3 separate regions of the Sus scrofa genome follow, and regions 1 and 2 are each linked to region 3. A link is a contact called in public HiChIP or PLAC-seq data. All regions are on one chromosome and are shown on one strand. The core of a region is the stretch at or near the end of the contact, and the rest is flanking DNA. Distances in the headings are between cores, read along the strand shown. Region 1 holds the start of CDC5L (cell division cycle 5-like protein). Region 2 holds the start of AARS2 (alanine--tRNA ligase, mitochondrial). Region 3 holds the start of TMEM63B (CSC1-like protein 2).

Region 1 (2,700 bases), core at 200-2,699, 250 kb after region 3:
TGAGCCACGACGGGAACTCCTAAATTTCGTCTTTTAAGGATCAAATCAATAGTAAGATGCAGATATTATGAGAGTTTTCATTACTTTTGGTAAAACTATTCTCATTTTATTAATACTTTTTGAGATTTTTCTCTACTGTTCACTCGCTGAGTAGCTGGGAAACACAGTGGCAGTTTGGCAATCTCTATCTCATTGGGTTTTAGGTATGTCAACTAATTTGCCCCTCAAATTTATGAGGTATGAATTGTTAACTCCACTTTTCAGATAAGAATACTGACATTCAGCAAGTTTATTACTCAAGCTGATGAGAGAGGCAAGATTTCAACCCAGCCTGATTTTGTCTAATTTTTTATCTTTTTTTTTTTTTTTTTTTTTTTTAGGGCTGCACCGTGGTATATGGAGGTTCCCAGGCTAGGGGTCTAATCACAGCTGTAGCTGCCAGCCTATGCCACAGCCACAGCCTTGCCAGATGTGAGCCATGTCTGCAACCCACACCACAGCTCATGGCAACACCGAATCCTTAACCCACTGAGCGAGGCCAGGGATGGAACCTGCGTCCTCGTGGATACTAGTCAGATTCATTTCCGCTGAGCCACGACAGGAGTTCCTTTCTCATGTTTGTGGATGGTAACGCTCTACTATTAATCCACATAAACTGAATAGCAATGAATGAAAATCTCTGACATGACATTTCTGCAGCTTTCTGGAACAACCACTGATCTCTTGGGGTTGCCCTTATTGTAATAATATATATATATTTTTTCCACCCCACAGCATATGGAAGTTCCTGGGCCAGGAATTGAATCCCAGCCCCAGCTATGATTTATGCTACTTTTGTGAGCATTTGTTATGTATCAAATATTATGGTTAGGTTTACCATCTCATTTAAATCCTTAGGACAGGGAGTTGTGGCGCAGTGGAAATGAATCTGACTAGTATCCATGACCATGTAGGTTCAAGCCCTGGCCTCCCTCAGTGGGCTAAGGATCCCGTGTTGCCCTGAGCTGTGGTACAGGTTGCAGATTCAGCTCGGATCCTGCGTTGCTGTGGCTGTGGTGTAGGCCGGCAGCTATAGCTCTGATTAGATCTCTGGCCTGGGAACTTCCAAACGCAGCGGGCGCAGTCCTAACCCTCCCCCCGCCCCCCCCCCCCAATCCTTAGGACAACCCTCTGAAGTTGTACTATTATTATCTCCATTTTACAGGTTAGGAAATTTGGTCTTAAATAAACAATGGGTTTTTCCTGTGTATTCTGTGGATAGATTTCCATGCGTTAAATGCCTAATAACATGCTAAACTGATAAATTAACAAAGCTCTTTTTAAACCGGGCGAGCTTAAACTCCACACGCGCGACGTTCCCACTCTTTGCCACTAGGTGACGTCACGGCCAATCCCAACGAAACTACAGTCCCCGCTGACACCTCGCGAGAGCCGTGGTTTCCTCCACCTATTTTGGGCCTGCGCCGGGCATAGGCCGCTTTGGCTAGAGCTGTTTGATGTTTTTCTGTCAGTCTTTCTAGAGCAGCGCTTTAACAGCAAGGCACTTATTTCCTCTCAGCCACTTGAGTTCTCGCGAGATTTGTTACCCTGTCCCCGCAACACCCCCTTGCGCCTGCGCAGATCTCTTCAAAGCAGAAGGTCGCGCTTAGAGGAAGTGGCGCCTTAGGGTCCCGTGGCCGCAGCGCCGTTACTACTTCTCTGAATCTCCACTCGGCTGCTTGCCGAGACACTCCGCCGCCAAGATGCCTCGAATTATGATCAAGGGGGGTGTGTGGAGGAATACCGAGGTAAGTCCCCTTTTCCCGCCGTCGGATGCCCTCCGCCCCTCCGGCTGCTGATGCGCACGCGCGCGGGGGTCCAGGAGGCGGGGAGGATGCCTGCGGGGTCTGCGTGGGGGGCGGTGCGGGGCCGACCCCCGGACCTTTACCCGGTGCAGGGCTCAGCGTTATCTGAGAACCTTAAGGACAGGGACCTTGATTTACCTGCTTGATTACTTGCGGGGCCCTGGTTAGGCCCTCAGTGAACATTTGTTGAATTGAGGACGCGCCCTCCGTTCTGGTGGAACCCACGGTGTGTCGGGGAGATAGGAACAGCGAGAGTCGATCTTCTGAGCCACCCCCATTTCTCAGCCCAGGCACCGTGCCTCTCTCTGATATTCAGAAATGAAGAAGTGCTGTGGCCACAACTTTGTTTTTTCCTTGACTTCCTTGAAGAGGGGAAGCAGTTTGAGTGCCTGGTTATTTGCGCCCATTTACGCCCGCATCCCCACGACTGTTACCAAGGCATAACTTGTCTGCCCTCCCTACACATCTCATGGCCTCGCTCTTCCTGTCATTCCACTTCAGCCTGGATAGAAGCCAGATAGGACAAACAGGGTTCCCGAAACGTAGTGGATAATGCCATTCGTGAACCAAAGGATGATAGAGAGGGAGTAAAATAGAAATAAGGTTTTAGTGCGGTTTGTGTTTATAGGGCACCAAATTTGTCAGTTTTCAGAGCACACCATGTCTTTTCTTGCTCTTTATCTTTACATTTTGCACCTTCTTGGAATATCCTCCTACGCTTGGCATCTTTCTGACCCTCCTTCTAAAACTATTTCAGAAACTCTTCTGGAATTTTTCGTCTTGTGAAAAGTAGTTGCACCCCCCCACTGGTCCCATGACACCTCTTTTATCCGTTTGTTTTGGTGTACTTTGTTTT
Region 2 (2,700 bases), core at 199-2,698, 180 kb after region 3:
GAGAGAGAGATATATCCTTGGCCCTCAGTAGAAGGGAAAGATGGGGAGTGGGGACAGAGATGGCAGTTCAGACTGAAGGCTGACTGCATCGCTGAGAGTACAATGTAGTCTTGGCCAAAGGGGCAACTTGGGAGCGTGGGGGCACCCATCTCTGGTAAATAAATCACGAAACAGACACTTTCTGCTAGTAAAATAGGCAAGGTAACAGGAGACGTGTTGGTGGCGGGAAACAGGGCAAGTCTAGGGACGATAAGTGGTGTTCAAAGTCAAAAGCCTTAAAGAAGAAAGACTAACAAATAGCATGTGCTCAACGTTTATTTTAATGAACCGGTTATCTTTAAAGAACTAGTAAATAAAGCCAGACTTCCCCCGCCAGTCTGCCTCCATGGGACTCCACACCCGCTGTTCCTGAACCTAAAACTCGATCTCCAAAGCTGCCGGGTCCAGGCCACCCTAAGCCCTAATTAGCGCCCCAATCTCTTAGCCTAACCACGCACAACCGGCTTTCCCCCCAGCTCCCCCAAAGCTAAGAGCTCCGCCCTTCGCTTCCTTTGCCCAATCCCGAAGAACCCCACAAACTCCGCCCCGGTCAGTGTGGCTCAGCTCCTACCTGGTTCATGCCCGCGTTGACGAAGAGCAAAGTGGGGTCGCCGCGGGGCCGCACCGAAGCGGACGGCACCAGGCGGTGGCCATGGCGGTCTCGAAAGAAGCTCAGGAAGGCGTCTCGCACGGCCGCGGCCTGGGTTGGAGGGGCCTCGGATGAGAGCGCCCGAAAGCAGAGGCCCTGCCATGGAGGCGACCTTCGAATGGCCCGCCGAATTCGCCCAGCTGCAGCTGCCACCGACGCCGCCATCTTAACTCGGGGCAGCGACTTCACGGAGTCAAAGGGCACCGCCGGGATAGAAGGTGGCGTGAGAAGGAGGCCAGGCATTTTCTACAGCGGCCCCTGGCGACAGGAGGACTCAAGGCAGCCTCCGCCTCCCGGTGGAGGTAATATAGGGAAGGAGGCTTCTTCTGCAGGAGTTCAAGTAGCCCAAGCGGCCTGGCACATAGTAGCCCCTTAATTCATTTGGCATTCAGCAAATATTCATTAAGAGCCTACTGTGTGCTAGGTATTGTTTTAGATGCTGAAGGTACATTGTAACAAAATTGACCAGAATCCCTGCCCTTCAGAAATCTATATTGTAGCAGTAATTGTGTTTATTAATTTTGCAAGATTACAAATGGAGTTGCAGTGAACAAGCATGAATTCAGCTCTGTGTGGTGTGTGTGTGTGTGTGTGTGTGTGTGTGTGTGTATGTGTATGTGTTTCCCCGGGTGAGGTGAGAGGCAGAGATGTCCAAGGGAGGTGATATCAGCATTCATTCAAGTCATTCGGAATTTCCTTGTGTCTCGGTGGAAACGAATCAGACTAGTAACCATGATGTTTCAGGTTCGATCCCTGGCCTCGCTCAGTGGGTTAAGGATCCAGCGTTGCTGTGAGCTGTGGTGTAGGTCACAGACGAGGCTCAGATCCCGACTTGCTGTGGCTGTGGTGTAGGCCAATAGCTACAGCTCTGATTCGATTCGGACCTCCATAAGCTGCAAGTGTGGCCCTAAAAAGCAAAAAAAAAAGAAAGAGTCATTCGACAAATATTTATTGAATACCTACTATGTGTCAGGCACTGTGTGGGCAATTTCCTTTGCCCTTGGCATTGGAAATGGCCATTTTGTTCGTAGGGACTGAAGCAGGTCCTTTGGAGCAGGAGTCGAGCTGATGAGACACAGAAGCCAAGCAGCATCTGTTCCATTATTAATTGCTTAATAACATTTGGTCTTTTAATTTGCTTGGGGATTAGAGAGAATCCTGGTTGTCAGGTCTAGAGGAAGCCGTTGGCTGATAGCTGCTGAGATTTCTCTCTCTCTAAGCCTCCCAATGCCCTTGAGTTTTGTGTGTTTTGCTTTAGCTAAGAGATACCTGTTCCACCTTCCCTTCTGTCTCTCTCCATGGTGTCTGCTGTGACCTTGAGGCCAACAAGGGCCCTTGTGGGCGGAGCTGGGGTCTTCTTGGGACTTCTCATGATATCCTCTGCTCTTCGTTTGGAAAATTAAGCAGATAGAGAAGAGAATTTGCCAACGTTAAAGCCCAAAAGGGGGCAGTTCCTGTCGTGGCTCAGCGGTAATGAACCTGACTGTATCCAGGAGGACGAAGATTCGATCCCTGGCCTTGCTTAGTGGGTTAAGGATCTGGCATTGCTGTGAGCTGTTGTGTAGGTCACAGATGCAGCAGTTGTAGCTCTGATTCGACCCCTAGCCTGGAATCTTCCTCATGCTGTGGGTGTGGCCCTAAAAAGACCAAAAAAACCCCCGGAGTTCCTGTCATGGCTCAGTGGTTAATGAATCCGACTAGGAACCATGAGGTTGCGGGTTCGATCCTTGGCCTTGCTCAGTGGGTAAAGGATCCGGCCTTGCCGTGAGCTGTGGTGTAGGTTGCAGACGCGGCTTGCATCCTGTGTTGCTGTGTCTCTGGTGTAGGCTGGTGGCTTCGGCTCGGCTCCCATTAGACCCCTAGCCTGGGAACCTCCATATGCCTCGGGAGCGGCCCTAGAAAAGACAGAAAGACAAAAATAAATAAATAAATAAAATAAAATAAAATAAAATAAGATCCAAAATACCCCCCAAACAAAAAAACAAGCCCAATAGGGGTAGCAGAGCTGAAGT
Region 3 (2,700 bases), core at 165-2,664:
CTGAGCAAGGCCAGGGATCAAACCCTAAACCTCATGGTTTCTAGTCAGATTCATTTCCGCTGTGCCACGATGGGAACCCCCCACTCTGTTCTTTTCTGTATATTCCTAGTACTATAAACTGCATTCTCGTGAACAATTTCAAATGACTGAAAATGCAGGCTGAGGAAGGCAAGAGTGCAAACAGGAGAACACAGGAAACAGATGTGTTGTGTACCTCTCTGTGACACGCAGAAACACACTGTACAACACTTCCTAATAATACACACTCATGTGTGTGTATATGAGGAAGCAAGCATCCAGAAACACTATTTCATTCTTTTTTTTTTTTCTATTCTACATCACTTCTTTTCTTTTTCTGTCTCTTTTTTGGGGGGAGGGGTGCACCCGAGGTATATGGAGGTAACCAGGCTAGAGGTGGAGTTCAAGCTTCAGCTGCCAGCCTACACCACAGCCACAGCAACACAGGATCCAAGCCTCATCTGAGACCTACACCACAGCTCACCACAATGCCCAATCCCTTAACGAGGGAGGCCAGGGATCAATATTGCGTCCTCATTGATACCAGTCAGATTCGTTTCTACTGAGCCACAACAGGAACTCTTCACTTTTTTTCTTTTTTTTTTTTTTTTGTCTTTTTGCCATTTCTTGGGCCGCTCCCGCGGCATATAGAGGTTCCCAGGCTAGGGGTCCAATCAGAGCTGTAGCCACCAGCCTACGCCAGAGTCACAGCAATGCGGGATCCGAGCCACGTCTGCAACCTACACCACAGCTCACGGCAATGCTGGATCCTTAACCCACTGAGCAAGGGCAGGGATCGAACCCGCAACCTCATGGTTCCTAGTCGGATTCGTTAACCACTGCGCCACGACAGGAACTCCATTTCTTAAATGATAGCCACGATCCACCAAATGGACTTCCAATCAACCAACGGGATGCAGTTTGAATGAGGATTCAGTTTGAACTGCATCAAAACCTTACAGTTATATCCCACAAGCTACTAATGAACTCTTTTAAAAAAAAAACAGCAGACAGCAAAGACACTGACCAACCACAAGAACCAGACACACCAGGTAGGCAGTGCCCTTCCTCGGTCCAGCAGCCCAGACTGAAGCATCTCCCAACCTTCCCACTTTTCCCCAGCAGCCTAAGTCGCTCTTTTGTGAAACCCTTTATCAATTCAGTCCATTCAATCTCTTAGGGTGGCAAAGTTCAATTACTGCCCATCGTGTAAAGCACTATTTCTCTTCTGTCCCAGACTGTCTCTCTTCAAGCCTGAAGGGATAAGACCCTTCCAGGAACCCAAAATTGAACGAACAAGTTGGTACTCCGTGTGACTTTGTGATCTGTCCTGTGGGTAACATACAGGAGTATGCACACGCGCAGACACACCCACACCCACATCTCTCTCATCTTCCCAGTCTTAATCCCTGGCAGATGCAGCCTCTGGTGAAATGAGAAACCTGGGAACCCCCTGGGGCCGGGGGAGCCACTCATCGGCATGACAGTGAAAGCGGTGGACTCATTCTCCACAGTACAGAAGTGCCAGCAAACGAGTCACAAAGTCATCTCAGGGCCCGGGTTGGAAAAGGAAAGGGAGAAGTAGACAAACCCGAGGAGCTGCGCCAGAGTGACCGACCGAGGCCACCTCGCGTGGCCGGCCAGCACCCCGCCCCTTCCTCGGGAAAGTAGGTAAGCGGGGGCGCGGGGTCGCAGAGGCCACGGGAGCCCGGGCGACCTTGGGGAGTGGGAGGGCGGAGGGTCTGGGTTAGAGGCCTCCCTCCCCGTCGGGACCCTCCCACTGCCCCTCTGCCCCCAAAGGGCCCAAGATCCTCCCCTTCCTCACCCACCCAGGGGAGTCCGCCTCCCCTACTGCGGGGAGCAGAGAGAGAGGGGAAGCAGCAGAGTTAGGAGCGTGACGTCCCCTACCCGCCCCCCACTCCATACCGCCTTCGCCGCCCTGGAATATCCCGCTGCAGGCCCCACTGGCCCAGGGCCGCCTTCCCCCCCACGCGGCCTGTAGTCCTGCGCCTGCGCATCGGACCCAGCTGGGCGGGCGGCGATCTGAGAGTGCGCGCGCGCCTTGCGTGAGCTGGCGTGGGGGGTGGGACCTTCGTGGCCACGCCCCTCCTCCTCCCCCTCCCTCCTCCCGCTCCCCCTCCCCCAGACACAGCCGCGGCCGCCGCAGGAGCCCGGAGCTCGAGCCGCCCAGCGACTCCCCCTCCCCCTCCCCCAGCCCCGCCCCGCCCCAACCCGGGGCTCGGAGCTGGAGCCGAGTCTGCGCCTGGGGGTGAGTACGCGACCCTTCCCCGGCCCCCTCTCTTTTCTTTGAGGATCCCACCACCATCCAAAGAAAAACCCCGGACTCGGCTGCGCGTCCCCTCCCTTCAGCCTCCTGCGGGACCCAGAGGTGCCCGGGCCCGCGGGACCCAGTGGTGCCGGGCGCTGCCCCCAACCCCGCACCATCCTGAAGCAATAATATGAGTCCTCCACCCCCTACAGGGGGTCCAGAGGTACACCGCCTTGTGTCCCCACCCCTTGAGAGATCCGAGGGGTGGGACCCCTCTCCCCTGGCCCCCTAGCTCCTCTCTTCTCCCACCTGCCCGGTCCAGGTGCGCGTCCCCTCCGCGCCCCTCCGGGGTTCCAGCTGCGCCCCATCAGCCCGCCGCCGCTGTGGGGAATCTGCCGCCCCCGCCCCCGAGT

The links. HiChIP or PLAC-seq counts read pairs in DNA pulled down with a chosen protein or histone mark.
Region 1: an H3K27ac HiChIP or PLAC-seq map of alveolar macrophages shows a contact between it and region 3. The contact joins the promoter of CDC5L here to the promoter of TMEM63B in region 3. A contact is called at or near these places in 1 of 47 Hi-C or Micro-C datasets (liver) and 1 of 2 datasets of contacts at active chromatin or transcription factors (alveolar macrophages).
Region 2: an H3K27ac HiChIP or PLAC-seq map of alveolar macrophages shows a contact between it and region 3. The contact joins the promoter of AARS2 here to the promoter of TMEM63B in region 3. A contact is called at or near these places in 1 of 5 promoter capture datasets (fetal liver), 1 of 47 Hi-C or Micro-C datasets (embryonic fibroblasts) and 1 of 2 datasets of contacts at active chromatin or transcription factors (alveolar macrophages).

The regions. Positions count from the first base shown.
Region 1 is chr7:39,382,948-39,385,647 of Sscrofa11.1, forward strand. It overlaps CDC5L (cell division cycle 5-like protein), which reads left to right and starts at 1,450. Exons shown (of 16, transcript XM_001929597.6): 1 at 1,450-1,787. The coding sequence starts at 1,743.
Region 2 is chr7:39,312,848-39,315,547 of Sscrofa11.1, forward strand. It overlaps AARS2 (alanine--tRNA ligase, mitochondrial), which reads right to left and starts at 1,449. Exons shown (of 22, transcript XM_001929593.5): 1 at 611-1,449. The coding sequence starts at 931.
Region 3 is chr7:39,136,270-39,138,969 of Sscrofa11.1, forward strand. It overlaps TMEM63B (CSC1-like protein 2), which reads left to right and starts at 1,415. Exons shown (of 24, transcript XM_005666056.3): 1 at 1,415-1,689. MRPL14 (39S ribosomal protein L14, mitochondrial) reads right to left here and starts at 2,067. Exons shown (of 3, transcript XM_001929561.5): 1 at 1,945-2,067.